Regions from separate parts of the Mus musculus genome. Here regions 2, 3, 4, 5 and 6 are each linked to region 1. Evidence: chromatin contacts called from public Hi-C and HiChIP or PLAC-seq data. All regions are on one chromosome and are shown on one strand. The core of a region is the stretch at or near the end of the contact, and the rest is flanking DNA. Distances in the headings are between cores, read along the strand shown.

What was found. Hi-C and Micro-C count contacts between places; a contact is called where the count stands out from the background. HiChIP or PLAC-seq counts read pairs in DNA pulled down with a chosen protein or histone mark.
Region 2: a contact with region 1 is called in a Hi-C map of Sertoli cells, with 3 times the contacts expected there. The contact joins two enhancer-like sites. A contact is called at or near these places in 3 of 484 Hi-C or Micro-C datasets (Sertoli cells, cerebral cortex and cortical neurons), 1 of 115 datasets of contacts at active chromatin or transcription factors (fibro-adipogenic progenitors) and 2 of 9 other capture datasets (embryonic tail and embryonic trunk).
Region 3: a contact with region 1 is called in an H3K4me3 HiChIP or PLAC-seq map of embryonic basal ganglia, with 5 times the contacts expected there. The contact joins two enhancer-like sites. A contact is called at or near these places in 2 of 484 Hi-C or Micro-C datasets (olfactory sensory neurons and uterus), 1 of 115 datasets of contacts at active chromatin or transcription factors (embryonic basal ganglia) and 2 of 9 other capture datasets (embryonic tail and embryonic trunk).
Region 4: a Hi-C map of cerebellum shows a contact between it and region 1, with 2.8 times the contacts expected there. The contact joins two enhancer-like sites. A contact is called at or near these places in 5 of 484 Hi-C or Micro-C datasets (cerebellum, embryonic stem cells, granulosa cells and 2 more), 1 of 115 datasets of contacts at active chromatin or transcription factors (embryonic basal ganglia) and 1 of 9 other capture datasets (embryonic tail).
Region 5: a Hi-C map of cerebellum shows a contact between it and region 1, with 2.5 times the contacts expected there. The contact joins two enhancer-like sites. A contact is called at or near these places in 2 of 484 Hi-C or Micro-C datasets (both in cerebellum), 1 of 115 datasets of contacts at active chromatin or transcription factors (embryonic basal ganglia) and 2 of 9 other capture datasets (embryonic stem cells and embryonic tail).
Region 6: a contact with region 1 is called in a Hi-C map of muscle stem cells, with 2.7 times the contacts expected there. The contact joins two enhancer-like sites. A contact is called at or near these places in 2 of 484 Hi-C or Micro-C datasets (ganglionic eminence and muscle stem cells) and 1 of 9 other capture datasets (embryonic stem cells).

Annotation. Positions count from the first base shown.
Region 1 is chr5:132,228,193-132,231,754 of GRCm38.p6, forward strand. All of the region lies in intron 2 of Auts2 (autism susceptibility candidate 2), which reads right to left. Among named protein-coding and RNA genes, the nearest start is that of Auts2, 310 kb to the right of the region's middle. RefSeq lists an enhancer at 960-2,168. Within about 2 kb of position 1,714, at least 76 of the 459 cell types and tissues checked have an H3K27ac peak or open chromatin away from gene starts, as enhancers often do. A contact at or near this core is called in Sertoli cells, cerebellum, embryonic basal ganglia and 1 more, where this site is marked.
Region 2 is chr5:133,171,824-133,175,385 of GRCm38.p6, forward strand. No RefSeq gene overlaps it. Among named protein-coding and RNA genes, the nearest start is that of Gm36528, 420 kb to the left of the region's middle. Within about 2 kb of position 1,793, at least 71 of the 459 cell types and tissues checked have an H3K27ac peak or open chromatin away from gene starts, as enhancers often do. A contact at or near this core is called in Sertoli cells, where this site is marked.
Region 3 is chr5:133,105,409-133,108,970 of GRCm38.p6, forward strand. No RefSeq gene overlaps it. Among named protein-coding and RNA genes, the nearest start is that of Gm36528, 350 kb to the left of the region's middle. Within about 2 kb of position 1,698, at least 26 of the 459 cell types and tissues checked have an H3K27ac peak or open chromatin away from gene starts, as enhancers often do. A contact at or near this core is called in embryonic basal ganglia, where this site is marked.
Region 4 is chr5:132,969,491-132,973,052 of GRCm38.p6, forward strand. No RefSeq gene overlaps it. Among named protein-coding and RNA genes, the nearest start is that of Gm36528, 210 kb to the left of the region's middle. Within about 2 kb of position 1,846, at least 10 of the 459 cell types and tissues checked have an H3K27ac peak or open chromatin away from gene starts, as enhancers often do. A contact at or near this core is called in cerebellum, where this site is marked.
Region 5 is chr5:132,890,873-132,894,434 of GRCm38.p6, forward strand. No RefSeq gene overlaps it. Among named protein-coding and RNA genes, the nearest start is that of Gm36528, 140 kb to the left of the region's middle. Within about 2 kb of position 1,984, at least 35 of the 459 cell types and tissues checked have an H3K27ac peak or open chromatin away from gene starts, as enhancers often do. A contact at or near this core is called in cerebellum, where this site is marked.
Region 6 is chr5:132,824,976-132,828,537 of GRCm38.p6, forward strand. No RefSeq gene overlaps it. Among named protein-coding and RNA genes, the nearest start is that of Gm36528, 70 kb to the left of the region's middle. Within about 2 kb of position 1,571, at least 8 of the 459 cell types and tissues checked have an H3K27ac peak or open chromatin away from gene starts, as enhancers often do. A contact at or near this core is called in muscle stem cells, where this site is marked.

The DNA of each region.
Region 1 (3,562 bases), core at 464-2,963:
CTAATATGAGCCTTGTCTGTATCAACATTGATACAGGCTAGCAAAAACAAATGATAATTTCATAACTTTAATGATGAAATAGAACTAAGGTTATTGAGAATAAAATTATTATCCTACAAACCTACATCTCAAGTCTGAACTCTGGGTTAAAATAACTATACTTGAATATATTCATCAATATCTACATTATATTGTGGTATTCTACTAAGTACATCAAGGTAGCACAGGGTGGCCTGGAATGTATTACACAACTAAAAACAGCCTTGAACTTCTAACCTCCGTATTCCAAGTGTTAGGAATACCACTTTACATCCCCATACACAGTGTACAATGTCTTAAAAGTCAAAGTTAGATTTCATGTATGTAAACTTGCCCTTACCAACTGACTCACACCTCAAGTGCAAGATACTCTAAACTCGTGTTCACCAGACTGATGGAGTCATGATGTAGCTACAAAGCCATGTGTGCTTCTTCAACAGGTACTTTCTTGTATCTCAGATGAAAACTACATACCCATTTTCCTTAACTTTGATTTATTTCTTCTTGCACCTTTTAAATTTACAAGTGTTGGCTAAATTCTATTGACAGACACCCACATATCTAAATCTTTTCCTATCCACTTTATTTTCTCTACTAAACCAGCCTCTTACTAAGAGCTTGATAGGAAAAAAATAATGCACCACTCACCCCCCCTCTCTCTCCCTCCCTCCCTACCTCTCTGTGTGTGTGCATGTGTGTGTGTTTGTGTGTGTGTGTCCATTCCTTCCCCAGACAACTGCCAGAATGATTTTTAAACACACATAGCACACAGAGAGAGGGGGAGGGAGAGGGGGAGGGGCAGGGGGAGGGAGAGGGGGGAGGGGAGGGGAGAGGGAGGGGGAGGGGAGGGGGGAGGGAGAGGGAGAGGAAGAGGGAGAGGGAGAGGGAGAGGGAGACCCATACTCACTCACTCTTACACAGACTTCAAGAAGCCCCCATCTGTTTTTCAATACCATAATGAAGCCTCTTTGCCAGCACCCTTCAGAAGCAAGCTCTCACCATAGTTCACCCCACTCATTTCCAGCCACTTGTCTTCTTTCATCCCAACCCGCTGCAACACAACAAAACTGTCATTCCTCCTAGGCAAAGATTAACATTCAGAGCAAACCCCCCAACATTCATCTGTGGAGAGTCTCTTTTTGTGGTGCTTCCAGAGTCCATGATACACAGCTATCAAAGTTCTGATTCTGTAGCAGGAGACCTTCCCGGAGATTCTCAGGATGTATTTAAGCAACAGCTGTTATTGAAAGATCAGGAAGTCAAGTTCAGGGACTGCATTTATTTGAACAAACAACTACACATTGCTTTCAGATACAGCCAAGATTCTGAAGGTAGCTCAGATCGTGATGGAGGGTAATAGACCACAGGTAAATACACAGGAACGTCCTTTCAGGACACTGGCAAGCACAGCTGGGTAGAAGCCAACTCCTGCAAAGTGGCTGCATTTGTCTTGCTAAGGGTCAGCCATGACAGCATCTGTCAAGACGAGCTTGAACAGAGGAACTCAGAACCCAGCCTAGCAGTAACAGGATACATCGGTATCTGGTTGGAGCACAAACAAGGTAGACTTTCTTCCTCTGGCACAGGGCAGGCACAGGGCCAAGCACACACAGTGCTCTCTGTTTTTGCAAGTCTAATGCGGTCTGCTGAGGGGAGGGGTGAGAGATCACCAGTTCATAATGACTCTCATTATGTCTGCTGCGTTCTGAGCCAAGATTAGACACTAGACAATCCTCTGTCCAGTGTCAAGGGCTTTCAACTGCCCTTTCAACAGGATAATTCCACTTCAAACTAATTTAGGTTTCTTATAACCCAGGCTACCAAAACTGATACACTTCACTGTCTCGGCCTGGAAAAAGAGGTTAATGTCTGCTCCAAGAGAAATACAGACTCGGGTTTGGAGTCTGTGTCGGCTCTACATGAGCGATAACAAACACAACACCCTAAAATCTCCCACCATCTGCTGAGCTGTCAGCCTCCCTGCAGGAACTCAATTTCTAAAGATTACAGTCCTTTTAGTATAGAGCCAGAGGAACACTCCAGAAGAACTTTAGAAAAGATATTAGCATTCCCACTAACATCAACAAGGCTGTGTGAGGTTCACTTCAGGACAGAAACAGTAATTCACCTTCGTCTTCTAGACACAGAAAAGCTTTGGTGACCAAACAGAAACCTGAAGCCTGGAGTGGGCTCATGCTCATGTCTCCAGCACCAATTCCAAAGGCTAACGCAGGACTGTGGAGAGTTAACAGCATTGTAGATGGGAGTGGCAGGCCAGCTAAGCATACACAACAAAACTTTAAAACAAAACAAAACAAAACATACTTAAAAACTTAAAACAAACAAACAATAACAACAACCCACTCAGTTTGGGGTTTTCAGTTTACGTGAATACATAAAGACAATAAAGGCAAGGTATTAATTCAGGTGATTCAAAAATCCAGGAAAAGAATTAAAAGAAAAAGAAAAACCAAGCCAAAGACACTCAGCTACTAAATGAAAAGGTCATGTTTGAAGGCTCCAAGGCTCACTTTATGTCTACAAATATGCTAAACCCACAAAAGTTTATATAAACACTGAAATTTTCCGTGTAATAAAGGTAATCTTCTATACCTACCAATGTACTCACTCCTCCCTCTAAAGCACACAGGCTTTGATGTGGTAATTTATTCTTCACATACCAGCTATCTGTGCCTACCCAAGCCATTACGTCAACAACTATGCATAATATTCTAGAGAAGTACTACTATATAAAATTTTGCATTTAAAGTACAAAAATTTTAAATAACCTTTAGACTGAACCAAAATGCATAAATAACCCAAAGGAACTTGGAAACCTATGTTCACTTGGTGAGTACACAGCCTGTTAACACTAACAGCACCCCTAGCGCCATGCTCAAATATTCCCACTCTGTCCAAAGTTCCTATGCTCATCCAAAAATAAGCACAAGTCAAACAAGGTGACCGCTGCTTTAAAAACTTACATTTTAGAATTTGGTATAATTTTCCTTTAATGGACACTGTAGATTCGGGGACTTACGGGGGAAATAAAACATCTCAAGAGAACACTGAAAAGCAATAATCTGAAGCCATTATCACAGCCTAGGAAGGCTCGACTTACATTTTCTAATTCTAATTCCCTCACTCTGAAGCACAAGAGACTGCAGTCTGTACAGCGGGCAACCCAAGCCCCTGCTACATGGTTGACGGAGAAGCCACTCGCAAGGCACACAAAGTGTTAAATCACACAGTCAAGCTGTAATCCTTGACCAGTGACCCAGGAGGCTTCAGCCTGGGACCTTTCAGGTGTCACTGCTCAGTGTCTTCATACAACTACACTGCAACACTGCTCCTGAAACTTCCTCCTTAGCAAATGTCACCTTTTACCTCTTCAGCCTCTCTTCAGCCCATCCTCACCATTTTTCCTCTACCTGAATCCTCCCTAGATACAACTTTAGTCTCCAATAAGCCTTGCCAAAACAAAAGTAAGGCGTTCCTTAATCTGCGCTTCCCGTCTACACTT
Region 2 (3,562 bases), core at 543-3,042, 940 kb after region 1:
TCTATATTATAAAGAGCAGGTAGTCTAACAATGACTCACTGCTCACTAGGAAGGCTGGGAACCAGGTAGTTGTTCAAGCCAAGTAGCTGGATGTCTGAGCCCATCCCAGTCTGATGCTGAAAAGTCTTTAAGTTCCCTGGGGAAATGCTGGTCTGGAGTCCATGTTGAGAAGCTGGAGTCTGCTGTTAGCAGAGAGCAACAATGATGGACACTGTTACTTGAGGAGGAGAAGAGGCAGGGCATGCGTTGTTGGCTCATATCTCGTTTTACTGGGACTGCCTGTTAGAAGGAGCAACCCACACTGAGAGTGGATCTTCCCTCCCTTATTTAATCCTCCCTGGAAACCCCCTCACAGACACAGCCAGAGATGTGTCTTCCAAGTGCGTCTCAGTCTAGTCTTAATTTGACAGTTGAGACCAACAGTCATCACATCTGGTTCCCAAAACAAGGCCACTGAGTACCATTAGCTGTTGAGGTTTGGTAGGTTGCTATGTATTGTAACGCTAAGTGCAGGCCCCCAACACCTGTTTGCCCCAGAGATGAGAGAGTCTACAGTAGACCCAGGTGATGCTATGTGACCTTGCCCAAGTTATTTCTGATTAGTAAATGAAGGTGACTACATCCTATACCTGGGCAGAAGTGAGATAGGCAGGGCTTGGTGTTCCAGGCCACGAAGAGAGGAGAAGGAGGTGGAGAAAAGAGAAGCCACTATGGGGTAATAGTCTTAAAATAATGGCCACGTGGGATGGATAATTGAAGTTAAGAGCAGCCTAGGCGAAACATGGCAAATTATATAATAAGATTATTGGCTGGGAAATAGATATAATAGCACAGAGGATAAATATCTGCCCGGCTCTAATGCTGAATAGGGCTTATTGTAAATATAAAAGTTATGGGTCTTTTATCCGGGAGCTGAATGATCAAAGTTGGCATAGAAACCCTCAATTGGGATTAAATATTTCAACAACAATTAGTTCCTTGAACTCTGGATATAACACTTGGCTGAAAGGTGAACGGGCTGAAGCCCAGTCCTGGTTCCATGCCCTAGATATGGGACAGAGCCCATCCTAAGGACGCCTAAAGAGCTAGGGACTCTCCTAACTATGGATCCTTGAATTACTTTCTGATTTAGTAGGAGGAGACTGTGCCAGATAGTTTCATGTCAACTTGACATAAGCTAGGGTCATCAGAAATGATTGAGAAAATGCCTCCGAGGATCAGGCATTTTCTTAATTAGTAATTGAGAGGGGAAGCCCAGCCCACTTTGGGTGGGGCTAACCTAGGGCTGGGGGTTCTGGATTCTAAAAGAAAGCATTTTGAGCAAGCCTTGAGTAGTAAGCCAGTAAGCAGCAGCCCTCCATGGCCTTTGCAGCAGCTCCTGCCCCCAGGTTTCTGCCCTGCTTGAGTTCTTGGCCTCACTCCCAGTTCCTCATGGTGGTGAGGAACAGGGAGTGAGATAAACCTTTTCCTCCCCAAGTTGGTCACAGTGTTTCATCTCAGCATCCCTAACTAGGACAGAGTCACTTGTCACATTTGCATAACAGAACCCTAAGGAGTTGCCCTCAGCCTAGAGGTGACAAACCCAGTGGAGACATTATTCTGAGTCACCAGGAAGAGTCCCAAGGCCTAGGAATGCCCTTTCCTTGACCTTTCCTCCGACTCCATCCGTCTCTCTTAGCCACTTAAGTACTTGGCCGGCAGCCACCAGGCTGTCTCTACAGCTGTGCAAACTGGAGAGGAACCAGAGAGTGACTTGGAATTAGCCTGGAATTCCAAAGCCACTTTATTCTGTGCTGAAACTTGCTCAATTTTGGCACAGCATAGATGAGCCTAGCTCAGAGTTTGCTTTGCACAGGGTAACTTGGCACCGAGTCCGGGAAAGAGGTAAATTTTAAGTCGCTGGTGCCAACTGGGTGCAGGAACAAGTCAGAAACAGAAAGCACACATCTTCATATGCCAGCTGCTGAGACGCGAGGAAAACCCAAAACCTACCCGGGAAACATCTTTTCAACTAGCCATTTTTATTTGTGTGTGCACTCAATGCATTCGTGCATATGAGTGTGCACATAGGTGTGTGTACATTTGTGTATGTGCACATGTGTTTGTGCAGATGTGTATGTGTGTATGTAAGTCGTGCTGGGTTGAAACCCAGAGCTTTATGAATGCTAAATGTGTTCTTTTAGAATTAATGTAATGATTTTCGTGTGTGTGTGTGTGTGTGTGTGTGTGTGTGTGTGTGTGTGTGTGTACACGCGCGCGCGCGCGCGCGCGTGCCTGACTGTCTGAATGTGTACCATGTTTGCAGGTGTCTTAGGAAACCGGAAGGTTCATGGAACTGGAGCTACAGGCTGTTACAGGCTGTTGTGATCTGTCTGACTAAAGTGCTGGGAACAACACCCGGGCCCTCTGCAAGAGCAGTAAATGCTCTCAACCACTGCACCATCAGCCTCTTTATTTTGCTTTTAATTAAGGTATAACAATTACTATTCATGGTCTCACTGAAAACACTTGAAACCCCTTCCTGGCTGATGTTCACTTAGTGGCTGGACTAATTATGGTCCAAGCCTAGACTCTGACAGCCCTAATAAGCTAGGTTTGGATACCCAGGCTCAGTGATCCAATTGAACAGACAAGATCATCATCATCATCATCGTCATCATCATCATCATCAGAGAAAAGGGTCTATTCAAAGTGGTCACATTAGGAAGAGGAGCAAATTAAGAGGTCCTTTATGTTCATCTCTGGGGTTTAAACAAAAGGCAAGAGGCACACAGAGGTTAGGGATCCTGGTCCCGCCCTGGTAAGGTGTGGTCCCAGGCATGCTTACCCTCAGAGCCTGGGCTGCAGTCTAGTCTGTCTTGCAAGGAAGTTACAGTATGATCTTTTAAGCTGCATGTGCCATGTGTGCTGATAAATCAAGGTGACAGACATCCTATGTTTCCCACTTTCCCTCTTCTCCTTCTCCCCTCTCTCTCCTTCTCTGCTTCTCCTTGTCTCCTCTTTCTTCCCCTTCCAGCTGCCATGAACTGAACAACTTAACCCATCCACCCTCTCTCCAGCATGATGCTCTTCCTCCCCACAGATGCATAAGAAATGCACACAAGCATCTATGGACTGATAGCTCTGAAACCGTGAGACGCAACAAATCTCTCTCTCTCTCTCTCTCTCTCTCTCTCTCTCTCTCTCTCTCTCTGTGTGTGTGTGTGTGTGTGTGTGCTGTGCGTGCATATGAGTATGTGCATGCAAGCACTTATGAATATGGAAAATAGAGGACAAGCTCGGTGTCATTATTCAGGACACTGCTCATTGTCTTTTTTTTTAAGATTTACTTTAAAAAGATTTGTTTTGTTTATTTCTGTGTGAGCGTATGTTGCATATATGTGGGTGTATACACCCTCATATATTTATGCCTATGCCTCTCCCTTTCCCTCCCCCTCCTTCTCCCTTTCCTTCTCCCTCTTCATCTCCATCTCTATGTCTATGTGGGTGCAGAGGTTAGAGGAATGTGTTGGATCCCTTGGAACTGGAGTTACAGGCATTTGTGGAATGATCGTTTTCTTAC
Region 3 (3,562 bases), core at 448-2,947, 880 kb after region 1:
GCAGTCCTCTACTGTATGTGTATTGGGGGCCTTATATCAACTGGTGTATGCTGCCTGTTTGGTGGTCCAGTGTTTAAGAGATCTTGAGATCCAGATTAATTGAGACTGCTGGTCCTCCTACAGGGTCGCCCTTCTCCTCAGCTTCTTTCAGCCTTCCCTAATTCAATAACAGGGGTCAGCTGCTTCTGCCTATTGGTTGGGTGGAAATATCTGCATCTGATTCTTTCAGCTGCTTGCGGAATCTTCTGGAGTGTGGTCATGCTAGAACTCTTTCTGTGAACGCTCCGTAGCCTCAGTAATAGTGTCAGGCCTTGGGACCTCTCCTTGAGCTGGATCCCACTTTGGGCCTGTTGCTGGACCTTCTTTTCCTCAGGCTCTTCTCCATTTCCATCCCTGTAATTCTTTCAGACAGGAACAACTATGGATCAGAGTTGTGACTGTGGGATGGCAACCCCATCCCTCACTTGATGTCCTGTCTTCCTGCTGGAGGTATGCTCTATACTCCCTACTGTCGGACATTTCATCTAAGGTCCCTCTCTTTGAGTCCTGAGAGCCTCTCACTTCCCAGGTCTCTAGTGCATTCTGGAGGGTACCCCCAACCTCCTATCTCCAGAGGTTGCCTGTTTCCATTCTTTCTGCTAGCCCTCAGGGCTTCAGTCCTTTTCGCTCACCCAATACCAGATCAGGTTCCCCTCCCCTCCTTCCACTTTCCCACTTTCTCTCTCAGGTCCCTCCTTCCCTCCACACTTGTGATTGCTTTCTTCTCTTCTCTCCCAAGTGGGACTGAGGTGTCCTCACATGGGCATTTCAGCTTGTTGACCTTTTTGAGTTTTGTGGGCTGTATCTTGGGTATTCTGTACTTTGTTTTTTTTTTTTTTTTTTTTTTTTGTGAATATCCACTTATTAGTGAGCATACACAATTATGTCCTTTGGGGTCTGAGTTACCTGACTCAGGATAATATTTTCTAGTTCCAGCCCCACCATGCCACAGGGGCACATGTTCTACTATGTTCATAGTGGCCTTATTTGTGATAGCCAGAAGCTGGAAACAACCTAGATGTCCCACGACAGAAGAATGGATACAGAGAATGTGGTTCATTTACACAATGGAATACTACTCAGATATTAAGAATGGGGACATCCTGAGTTTTGCAGGCAAATGGATGAAACTAGAAAATATCATCCTGAGTGAGGTAACTCAGATCCAACAGACTGTCCATTTTTAATCCAACAAATTTATATAACATAAAAATCTATAATAGTGACCATTTTATTTTATATTACATTATTATTATTATTATTATTATTATTATTATTATTGTTGCATGCTTGAGATTAAACCCAGTACTTTAGGCATGCTAAGCAAGAGTTTTACTGCTGAGCTACACTCCATCTCTCATAGGTCAGCTTTGCTGAGACTGTCAGCTACTGGTAGCCGATTGTAACTGTGTAAGCAGAGGCCTGGCACTTGCTTCTTTATTAAATGCATATGTGACCCCGCTGTGAAGAGTAAAGGAAAGAAAGGGTTAGAAGTGTTTCTATAAAACATCTTCCGGGAGATCTTAGAGAGTTCCCATCTCTGGGGACCACTTCTCTCTTGTCAGCTGCCCTTGGTCAGCTGCTCCTCTGTGTTCCTTTGAACACCCAGTTGTGTTCAGTTACTCTGTCCCTTTAAGATGTCCCCCAGCCTGTCCCAAAGGCTCAGTGGCTGCCACAGACATAGACAACAGACTCAAAGCCACAGAGCCTGAGTGACAGGCTCCCGTGCACAACAGCACGTGGCAGGCGCTGGCAGTCTGCCAGCCCCTGGTTCTTTCTGTTTTGTGTTCCTCGCTCATAACTGTTTATTGTGATAGGTAAACACTTGTTTGGAAAGCTTGCAGGCGTACTATTAAAACACAAGTGTTCATGACACAGTCAAGCTGGGTTGTAAAATGTTTATCCCTTGGAATGACAAACGTTGGGCTTTTCCCTTGGAGAAAGGCTCTCCTTGTTCGCCTTTCTGTTTCTTCTTTCTATTGTCTTCCCTTCTTTCCTTCATTTCTCATCTGCTTAACCTGCAGCCTCTGTGGGTCTCTCTCTCTCTCTCTCTCACACACACACACACACACACACACACTCATACATAGAGACACATGTGCACACACACACATATTGTTTTGTTTTTAAGACAAAAGCTTGCTAAGCACTCCAGTCTGGTTTCTGAGTTCTAGCTATCAATCCTTAGGAGGTTCTTCTGCCTCCTAAGTATAGTCTGTACATTTACACCAGCACCCCCTAGATTACAGAGTTGAATTTATTGTCTTGTTTAGAAATCAGGGCAGGGGAGAGTGAGGAGATGGAGTAAATTGAAATATCTGATTTAGCTTATTTTATTTTACGTCTTGTTCTTTAAGACAGAGTTCACGTAGTCTAGTCTGGGCTCTGACTTGCTATGTAGCTGAGGATGGTCTTGAACTCATGATCCACCTCCTGAGTGCTGGAATTACAAACATGTACCACCATGCCTGGTTTATATGATGCTGGAGATGGAACCCAGGGCTCATGAATGTTAGCCAAGCTTGTTCTCCCAATCAAGATACAGCACGTAGCTGTGACCATCCTATTCTTGTAGGGACTTTTTAAAGCTTTTTGCTATTAAAGCTGACAGTTGCTTTGTCAAATGAGCCTGAGCAAATATGCATATGAAGTAATGGATTGAAGCAGTCTATATTTTTTTAAAGACAAGCTTATACAAAGTATCCGAGGCTCGCTTCCAAGTCTCAATCTTGCCCTACTCCTGGGTGTTGGGGTTACCAGGATGTATTGCCATGTCTGGCTTCCACATATTTTTAAGGGAACCCATTTGTTAGATAACAATCTTTCAGTCCATGAGTCTTTGAAAGACATTTCATATGCAAACACAACTCTCTGAGTAAGCATTTTATATAGAAGGGTATCTGAAAGTCTCATTTAGAAAGGCCTGCTAGAAATATGTCCTCAAATGGTCCTCTGTTTGCCTTGAGGTCATTTCCCTTCATGTTAATTCCTCAAGGATTGCTTCTCTAGGATATTCCTATTTGTGTTAGCTTTCTGCCTCTGCCATGATAACAAAATACCTGAGAGAAACAACTCTAAAGAGAAATGGCTTATTTGGCTCAGGGTTTCAGAGATGCTAGTACAGGTTGACTAAATCCATCACTTTGTGCCAAAAGTGGCAGAAGCAGGCAGAAGTCAGCATGGCAGGAGTAGTTGGCTGAGGCTATTTCCCTCGTGCTAACCAGGAAGTAGAGAGGCAGACTGAGAAAGAGGCTGAGAAAAGTTACATTCTTCAAAGGCACAGTCTGAGTGGCCCGTTTCCTCAAATTGGGTCCCACCCACCTTCCACGGTTTGCACACTTTCCACTAGTTTATTCGATTACATTAAAGTGACAAGAACAGACACTACCCTTGATCTCAGCCAAAGGCAAGGAAGCCATCCCATTCAATTACAAATCCATCAATGGATTAACCCACTGATGAGGTCAGGACCCCCGGGATCCAATCACTCCCCCCAAAGCCACCTTCTCTAGAATCAAATGGT
Region 4 (3,562 bases), core at 596-3,095, 740 kb after region 1:
TGCTGCAGGGAAGAACTAAGGCTTGGAGGGAAATTTGCTTTTTACCGGTCCCATCTGTCAGGTCTGTCTGCACAGTGTGACAGGGTAGGATGTGGCTGGCTTAGATGGGATGCCTCTGCAATGCAGCAGGGTGTGATGGAGGACTCCAGCCAGCCAACGAGCCAGGGGCATCAGATGGCTTGCCGTTTCTCTGTAGACTTCCATTAAGGATTAGGATTTTCTTATGTGTGCACATGGAGGAGGCATACACTGTGTATATGTGTGTGTGGTCTATGCATGTGCACATATCCTAGTGAGAGACTGTCTCAATAAACAAAAAATGGACCAGGAGATGGCTGAGTGCTTGAGTGTTTGCTTGACTACTGCGAACTGGAGTTCAGATCCCCAGAAACTCATATAAATGCCAGGTGGCCATGGTGACCCACCTGCTATTCCAGCCTTGGAAGGCAGAGATCAGGGATCCCCAGAGTAAGCTGGCTAGGGAGACTAGCCATATCAGTGACATCTGGCTTTGGTTCAGAGATCCTGCCTCACTGTATAGTTTGAAGAGTGACTGGGGATGATTCCTGCCATCAGCCTCAGGTCTCCATGTCCAAACACACACACACATGCACACACGCACACATGCACACACGCACACATGCACATATGCACACACACATATATCCATGTACATGCAAAATATACACACACGCACAACACACACACATACACTCATATATATCTATGCACATGCAAAATATATACACATACACACATGCACAACACACATACACTCGTGTGTATCTATACACATGCAAAATATACACACATGCACAACACATATACACTTATACACACATCCCTGTGCACCTATACATATGCAAAATCTGAACAATACACACACGTACAATACACTCACACACAACATACAAATCCCATGAACGCTTCGGCCAAGCGCAGGGAGACTGGCTGTGCTATCCTAAGCTGATATGCTCTTCATCTGAATAAACTTTACCAGGGTTGATCTCCCAGGTTTTCACATTGTCCTGATTGTCCTTGGAGCAAAGCAATAGCCATCTTATGGGGAGCTATTGAGACCCCCCAATAAAAGATCATCTAGTTGGGCTTGTTGATTGTTTATACTGCCTCATGGAGGGCTGGAGGGTCATGAGACTCTCACCTGAGTAGCTGCTCTGCACCACCTATTGTACACAATTCTGCCTAAATTGCCTGTGCCCTGGGGAAAAGGCCAGGGAAGAGTAAGGAAGAGGAGCTCCCTCTGTTTGGCTACAGGGATAGGCTAGGGACCAGTACCCATGTAAGTAACCTTTCAGCTATGTTCTACATGACCTCCAAAAAATCATTGGTTACCATTGTGAATTTTGCTGGAATCAGGCCTCCATTTGTCATTGGGACCCTGGGGGAAAGGGTAGACATTGTTTTTATGTGTCCCCTGGAAAGAAATCACACATTTACTGTGAACTGGCCCACCAGAATCCCCAGATATGAGACCTGGAAGAGCTCTGAACATACAGGAAGGGAGTGTGAATTTCTGAGCTGGTTGCTGGGAGGACCTGGAGCTTCAGGGAGTAGCTAGCAAGCGGGCTACTTTCCTTTCCTAGGAAAAGCCCCCCCCCCCCACACACACCCTCCCAACCTCCTTCCTGGGCTCCATTCCAAGTTCACCAGGCAACAGCGCCTCTTCATGCTGGTTCCTGACTCGCCATTTGGGTTTTAGGAAATTCGATTTTGGAAAACACATCTTGCTTTCATTCCTTTGAGCTTGTGCCTTTGAGGATGTGGTTTAGAAAGAGGCTGTGTGGGGCTCCAGGCCAGAAGGCAGCATCCCTGAGCCAGAAGGAATCAGCTTATCCATTGTAAGGCCCATGGCAGCTGACGTGCCTCCATGAGTCGATCTGCGACTGTCCCACTCTGTTCTGCTCCTGTCCTTACAGTTGGTGGCTTCATCCCTGAAACACTCATTCTTGTACTGTCTGCTGGTCCCCACATTCCTGCCTCTGGGGAGCCATACATGTCCTCCTGTTCTTCACGTGTGCCTCCTGTGTATGTGGTGTATGTGTGTGTGTGTGTGTGTGTGTGTGTGTGTGTGTGTGTAAGCAGGCCACAATGCCATGGTGCATTGTGGAGCTCAGCTTGTAGGAGCTGTTTCTCCCCTAAAGTGCGGATGCTGGAAATTGAACTCGAGTCATCAGGTTTGGTGGTAAGTGCCTTTACCCACTGAGCATCTTCTATCTGCCTCCTTTGTTGTTCTTTTTGAGACAGAGTCTTTTAACTCCTCTGGAACTAGGCTGGCCAGCGAGCCCCAGGGATCTCTTGTTTTATGTCTCCAATGTACCATCATACCTAGTGTTTCTGTATGGTTTTGGTGTTCAAACTCAGAGCAAGTACTTGATGCAGGGAACCATCTCCCAGCCCCCGGATGAAGTACTTGTTGAGGGCTCTCTGCTTCGAGCACTTTCAACAGCAGCAAATGAAATTCTTCATTTCTCAGGGAAGGCCCTGAAAGGGAGGGCAGAGTTTATCACAGAGTCAGACAATACTTCCCCAAGTGGCCAGTCAGTGTCAGGCTTTGAATGTCTCCCACAGGCTCGTGTTTAAAATGCTTGACCTAAGTCTGGTGGTGCCATTTTAGAAGAATGTGGGACAGAGGTGAAGGAAGTGAGTCACTGTGCTGGGCCCCTGCATGCTCATACACAGATATCCAAATAAGCATACAGAAATAAAATTTTAATAACTGAAGGGAGTGGACAGTTTAGCAGTTAAAAACATGTGCTGGTCTTGCAGAGGGTCAGAGTTGAGTTCCCAGCCCTTTGTGTGGCAGCTAGTTTATAACTACCTAACTGTGATTCCAACTTCAGGAAGATCTACTCCATAGGGATATGATGCCCTCTTCTGGCCTTCTTAGGTACTGTACCCACATGTACACATACACACACACACACACACACACACACACACACTTAAAAATAATAAAGTAAATCTTTAAAAACTACCCCATGATATTTTTGTGCTTTCTGCCCATTTCAACATTTCAAAGCTATTACGTTTGGTCATTTAGGCAATACAATAGTTCCTGCATCTCAGGCTGTGGTGTCTGAAATACCAGGACAATTGATCTCCTCTTGCCAAGTCTTAACTTATCTGTCAAAGAGTAACAACAGAGCCTGCTTTATTGTGGCCACTGTGAAGTTCAAAGTCATGTCTAACATTCTTCGCATGGCATCTGACTCACAATGCATTTCCATGCCCATGAGCTGGTATGAGCATCATCCTATTTCCTGTTTTAGAATATTCTGGTCTTCTGACCAGTACAAAAGGCTCACTGTCTAAGCAAATTGAGGACCTGAATTTGGATTCCCCAGAACCTACATAAATCCAGGGTGGGCCTGAAAACCTAGTTATCATTCTAGCCTCAGAGGTAGAGACTTAGTAACCCTATAGCCCAAGACTAGTCATATGACTCAGTGCTGGGCTTGATTGAGAGACCCTGCGTCAAGTGAATAGGATGGAAGGGAGATTGAGAAGGATTCCTATTCGGATTAGTTTCTCTCAACTTGGC
Region 5 (3,562 bases), core at 734-3,233, 660 kb after region 1:
ATCTACTTTCTTGGCATAGGGTCTTTCACTAACCTGGACCTTTCCAAGTAGTTAGGGCTGATAGCGTGCCCAGGGATCTTCCTGTGTCTGCCTCTCCAGCTCTGGGATTACAGATACACATCATCACACCTGGGTTTTTTTGAAAGTGCTGTGACTCAAACTCAGGCCCCCACTTGCTCAGCAAATACTTTCCCCATTGATTCACTCCCCCAGTACCCAGGAAGTGACTTCGGTTGGTTCTAAAAATCATGGAATTCCAAGGAATCTAGGTGGAAAAAAACAAAAAAACAAAAACCAAAAAAACCAGGACTCTAACAGGAACAACTCCCCTCCCCAGAGCAGCTCTTCACAGCCTCTTCCTTCCCTTGACTTTTAGAGCTGTGTCTATTTTCAGAGAAATGCATCCCACATATTTTTCATTAATTAACATTGTTTTCTCGGAGCTTTTTTTTTGTGATGTCTTAGGGATCTTTTTCACTTTCAGGATTTTCTGTTTCAGTTGCTCAGTTGTATTTGCCTCGGTGAGCTCTCAGGATCCATCGCTTGCGGGGATTAAGGTCCTTGGGTTTGGAAACCTGCAAGATTAGATTAGGTCCATCCACTCTTTCCTCCTAGCCCTTCCCCTTTGTAAGAGCACGGTCCTATCCAACAACCTGAATATGTTAGTCAATTCCTAGTCACCGAGATGAGACACCTGATAGGAGCAACTTGGGAGGAAGGGTTGAGTGTCTTGGGCTACACTTTCTCGTGGTAGGGGAAGCATGGCAGCCCCAGACGGAGGCCGTTTTAGCTGTATCCACAGTCAGGAAGCGGAGGATGTGGGGGCTCAGCTCTCCTTTTCATTATTCTAGGACCCAGTCCATCCATCTCCCACTCAGGGTGGGACTCCCCATCTCAGTTAATTCCTTCTACAAAGCCCCTCACAGGCATGTCCAGAGGGCTGTCTCCTGGGTGATTTTAGACCTTCTCAAGTTCAGGCTCAATATTAACCATCAGAGTAAGAGAGCATCACTACCAGCCCCTGAGACAGTCCTGATTGGAAGATACATAAACCAGCTGGAGATGATGTCTGAGTTATTACTGACATGAGTGGCTGAGGTTCTGGCTTCCCTATGTTCTGTCTCATTGAGAGATGCTGCTTTCCTGGTTCCTGCTGGGATGAGACCTTGTCCTAGTATACCTGGTAGGGATCCACACTTTTCTCTCTGGTCTGTTCCTGGAGATGCCTCTGACCACTTCTAGATAGTGGCCAATTTCTCTTTAGACGTGGGCTAGCTGCACAGTCAAGATGTTCCATATGGAATGAGACCCAGTCTAATGATGCATATGGATAGATATCTAGACTAGGATTTCCATTTGTTCAATGGTTCTCACTCTTTGACATGTTCTAGAATCTTCTGGAAAGCTTGCCAGTTTCATACGGCTAAGCCTTGCCCTACTTTTTTTGTTTCTGAAGGTCAAATACAGCAAGATCCCTACCCCCGGCCCTTCTGTATGTGTGTGTGTGTGTGTGTGTGTGTGTGTGTGTGTGTGTGTGTGTGTGTGTTTATAAGTGGAATTCAGAGTTGTAGTTGCTGATCTGCCTACGCAGTCTGGCCAGTGAGCTCCAGCTGGTCAATATTCCTCCTGACTCCCTGTGCTGGGATTTTAAGTGCATGCCACCACGACTCTTTGCCTTGAGTCCTGCGTTCCAACTCAGTTCTTCATGCTTGTGCCCCAAAAGCTTTACTGACTGAGCCATGTCCCACTCCTTGTACAAACCATTGCAGTAAGCCTAGGGAACCCTGCTTTGAAAAACCCTTGAAATTTCAGCAAGGGAAGCAGTGACTGGGAACAGAGAAGGCTCTGGTAGGAGGCCATGGTTGCTGAGTCTGCCCAGATGGTTCTCTGGAGCCCTTCCCCAGCAGGCACAGGGCCCACAGTGTTACTGCCAAGTTGGCATCCCCGTTCCTCCTGCCTGGGCTCTTAGCAGCAGGAAGGAAGGGTTATATAATCCACAGTGTCACCACCTCCAGCTCTAGTTTGCTCTATGCTCTGCCTTCTAAGGCAGATTCCCTCTGAGCACCTCTGCCAAGGAATTTCTGAGAGCAGGGATGTGGATGCTCTACTTGGAGAAAAATTATATAAAAGAGAAATCCCCCAAAAAGTTATTTTTGGACCCAGGTCTGGAAGCTCTTCCCCTAGGAAAATCAATGTCAGAGGCATAGATTTGGGGGAGAAATAAAGGTGAAGAAGGGGTGGTTGTGGTAGTGGTGGTGATGGTTCAAGAGGAGGAAGAGGAGGAGGAGGAGGAGGAAGATTGACGTAAAAAAATCAGCTCCTTTTCAATGAAGGACAGAAACAATGAGGGAAAAAAATCTCTTCATGGTAGTGTAGACTTGTAAATCTCAACACTCAGGAGACTGAGGTAGGATGATCAGGAGTTCTAGGCCAGCCTGTGCTACACAGTGAATTCAAGGTTAGAGTAGGTTACATTAAACACAACAAAATCAAACAGTAAGAGAAATAATGAAAGTAAGAGACAGATAGGCGAATAAAAGAGATGACCATTTGTGTCTTTTCTAAGAAAAGGGACAGATCATTCACAGGATTGGATACCACCTTGCTCCCCTCCTTTCATAGACAGATAGATGTTCACAGTGCCTGAGAAGTAGGTACCTGTGGTGGTTTAAATAGGTTTGGCCCCTGTAGATTCAGGTGTTTCAATGCTTAGCCATAGGGAGTAGGTGGTAGGTGTGGCTTTGTTGGAGGAAGTCCATCGCTGTGTAGACAGGCTTTGATGTCTCCTATGGATGAAGTTGTAGAACTCTCAGCTCCAGAGTCTCTAGAAACATGCTGCCCTGCATGCTGCATGTTTCCTGCCATGATGATAATGGACTAAAGCTCTGAACCTGTAAGCCAGCCCCAAGTAAATGTCTTCCTTCCTAAGGGTTGCGTTGGTCATGGTATCTCTTCACAGTAATAAAATCCTGTGACAGTACCTTTGATACTTAGAGTGGGGAAAGAGAGCTGGAGCAAAGCTAGGCCAAGTTAACTACCTGTTAGTTTTGGGTAAAACATTTCTCAAATGATCCCCATGTCTAGATGCAGACTTGGTAGACTCTAACCTAAGATTAAGGCCCTAAAGGTCGCTGCAGAGGAACCTAAGCAACGTCTACATCAAAACCAGTGGGAGACAGTGCACAGTACTGCTGTGTGACCCCTAAAACTCAAAATTCAAGTTAACTAAAACCATTCTTCCTTCCTTCTTTCCTTTCTCTTCCTCCCTCCCTCCCTCCCTCCCTCCCTCCCTCCCTCCCTCCCTTCCTTCCTTCCTCCCCTTATCCTCTTCTTCTCTCCCCACCCCCCAGTCTCCTTCTCTTTTGGAGACAAGGCTCTGCACAGTAGCCCAGGCTGCCCAACATACTATATTTAGTACAAATTAGCCTCAAACTCACAGCATTTCCTCGTGTCTCAGCTTCCCAAGTATTGGGACTTTATTTGAAGCCTATCATGGAGTCAGCCTAGCTTTCTCACTCCATCCCCAGCCTTTGTTTTTGAGACAGTCTTGCTATGTCCGCAA
Region 6 (3,562 bases), core at 321-2,820, 600 kb after region 1:
AGAGCCTAACTATATGGCCAAGGTATTTGTGAATATATTTTGAGTCTGAGTGTTATTTCTGGGAGGATGAGGCTGGGAGGAAGAACCAGAGCCATACTTTAACAGAGAGCCCTATGTGGCAGCCAGCACATGCTTGTAATCTCGGTGCTAGGAGACAGAGACAGAAGAAACACTGAGGCTTTCAGTTTACCCAGCCTATCTCTAATCCGGGTCCCAGTGAGAAATCCTACCTCAAAAACCAAGACCCTCCCAGGTGTGCATGCATGCCTGCACGCACACACATGGGGTGGGGAGGGGCGAGAGGAAGAGGGACAGAAAGAGAGAGAGAGAGAGAGAGAGAGAGAGAGAGAGAGAGAGAGAGAGAGAGAGAGAGAGAGAGAGATGGAAGGGAGAGGGGAAGAGTGAAGGCGGAGGTTGGGGAAGAGATAGAGGGAGACGTGGATAGGGAGAGAGAAATGAAATCTCATGCATGTGCTTTCCTGGGTGAAATCTCCTAGTCTGAGGGTGGAGTAGATTAGTAGCTCAAAGCTGGGGGAGGGAAGGTGTGTGTGAATATTGCCTTTAAAAAGAGCAATTAAGGCTGGAGAGATGGCTCAGCGGTTAAGAGCACTGACTGCTTTCCCAAAGGCCCTGAGTTCAAATCCCAGCAACCACATGGTAACTCACAACCATCCATAATGAGATCTGACACCCTCTTCTGATGTGTCTGAAGACAGCTACAGTGTACTCATATATAATAATAAATAAATCTTTTTTTAAAAAAGAGCAATTAATAGGACTGAAGAGATGGTTCAGTGGTTAAGAGCATTGCCAGGGGCCTGAGTTTGGTTTCCAGCACCAGAGGTGGCTCACAACAACCTGCAACTCCAGCTCCAGGGAATTCAATGCGCTCTTCTGGCCTCTGTGGGCACCCATACAGATGTGCACCCCACCCCCAGACATATACATAAATACGAATAATACCGATAAATCCTTTTTAGAAAATGAGAAAGAGCCAACTAACATCACAACCGGCTTCTAGGTGAAGACGCAAGGCCTCATACCTCCCAGTGTTCTAGATGCTTCTAAGTGGCAGAGGCAGAAGGGGCTCCAGCTCCCGATCTGCCTGGCTTGAGCTTTTTCCCCCTGCACAGCCGCCAGCTCCTAACTGGGGCCAGAGCATGGCCGGCACTTGGCCTGGACTCACATGTGCATATTTTAGAAGCATCGTACAGTCTTGGCTTCTCCTTTGGTAGGGAAAATTCTATTTATTTGAACACTGAGAACTGGACACCCAGATTTGGTAGGGCTTTGCCTGGTCTGTGCTGGCTAGGGGTCAGCTGGAGTTGAGTTGGGAAAGAGCTGGCTGTGGAGCTAATAGATTCAGCATGGAGATGGGCCTACGGGTTTTTTCCCCCCTCTCTCTTTTAATTTACAGCAAAATGCCCTCCCATGGAATATTAGCATGATGAAATCCTCTGTAAAGAAGAAATCATGCCCGTGTATTATCGCAGATGGCAGAGCGAGATGTAGATGATGAATCTGTAGACCAATATTTGTGGAGGAGCCATTGCTCTGAATGGGTGTGCAACAACTCACTCGCACTGCCCCCAGTTAGCTACACACAGAGGCTGGGATGGCTCAGCTTGTACAGACAGCACTTTCGGAACAAGCATGAGGACCTGGGTCTGGTCCCCAGCACTCCGTAAAGGTCAGGTATGTGGCACATGCTTGGAATCGCAGGGCTGGGGGTGGGGGTGGGGGTGGGGCTGGGGGTGGGGGTGGGGGTGGGGTTGGGGGTGGGGGTGGGGGTGGGAGTGGGGGGAGAAGAGGAGGCTTCTTTCTAGGGCTTTGCTAGGAGCCTCAGGCTCAGTGACAGACCCTGTCTCAAAAGGAGATGGTGGGAAGTGACTGAGAGACACCTGATATTGACCCCTGGCCTCCCCATGCAGCCACACACAGACACACAGACACACAGACACAGACACAGACACAGACACAGACACAGACACAGACACAGACACAGACACAGACACAGACACAGACACAGACACAGACAGACACAGACACAGACACAGACACACAGACACACACACACACACACACAGAAACAGAAACACACACAGCAAATAACAACAACAACAATAACTAAACACTGTAAGCCCTATCTTTAGCAATACCAATGAGTTCAGTTTATACGAGTCCCCTAGACATCCAAGAGCCATTACAATACAGGTCAGAAATTGAGGCTCACAGGGCTGGGGAGATATCTTAGGAGTAAGAGCTCTTGTTACACAAACATGAGGACATGGGTTTGAATCCTGAGCACCCGTATAAAAAGGTGGTGTGTTGGTTTGTGCCTGTTACATCAGCGCAGTGTGTGTGTGTGTGTGTGTGTGTGTGTGTGTGTGATTGGATATATGAAGGTCCTAGAAGGTTGTTGGCTGTCAGTGTAGTTCCAGGTTTTATGAGATCCTGCCTCAAGAAGATAAGGTAGAATGACCTCCAAATGTCATCTTATATGGTACAGAGCACATAGGCAGGTGTAGTCTCTCATTCATGTGTGCATATATCACACATACATATACACAAAATAAGGCTCATAGTGCTAAGGTGTTGTCTGTGGCAATGACCTTTTGGCAGGTTTCAACGTCCTTAGGTGTCCCCATTCCCATGCTCTCGGAAATCTGCAGAGGCAGGAAATCTGTCCACCCTATCTTCCATGGGGACAATGATGTCACTGAGCCCAGCACATTGCTTGATTGCTTGGTCTCCACTGGGCTCTGCCTAGTTAAAGGTTAGGAGTTACAGTTTTTATATGCTGGCACAGAGTCTGTGAGTTTGAGAATCTGAATGTTTCCCTTGGTGGTGTTAAAAGCCTTTCACCTAAGTCTTTCCAAGTGTCTCCCTGCTTACGTGTCACATGTGGGCTGCATTCCACATGTCACCCTCCCTGAGAACACTGGACTCCCATTAACCAGCTGGCTCCCTTTGAGGGGGCTGGCTCCAGGTGCGCACTCCAAGTCTGCTCTCGTTCTTGTGTTACCTGCTTGTTAGAGGAAGGAGAAGGACCGAGGCTTAGAGCATGCTCTGTGATGATTGTGGAATATTTCCAGATGCTGACTATATAATCCCTTTGGTTCTGCTGTGCTTGCCAAGCATGAGCGAGACAAGTGTGTGTTATGGAACAGAACAGAGCATAAAACAAAGAGCGTAACAGGGCGACTCTGTTAGGCTATGCTCCAGGACAAATGAACACTGCTCACTAGCATGCAGCCTGGTACCCTTTCCCCACCCTTTGTGTATACGGAGAAAGAATTTTCAACAAGACTGGTACAAATCAAGCCACACAAAACCCCAGCACAGATGGGTGAGGGGCTTGTGATGTCCCACCTCTAGATGAGGAACTATTGGCAACTGATGGCTGCCAGGGAGGGAGAACCAGTTTTATTTAGAGACATGGCCCCTGCGAGGCGATCCGTGTTAATCGGGGGTCAGGGATCAGAGGAACAACTGATAGAATGAATACATATGTCTATGGAATTTATTAAAGTGGCTTCCAGGCTGTGATCCAGCTAGTCCA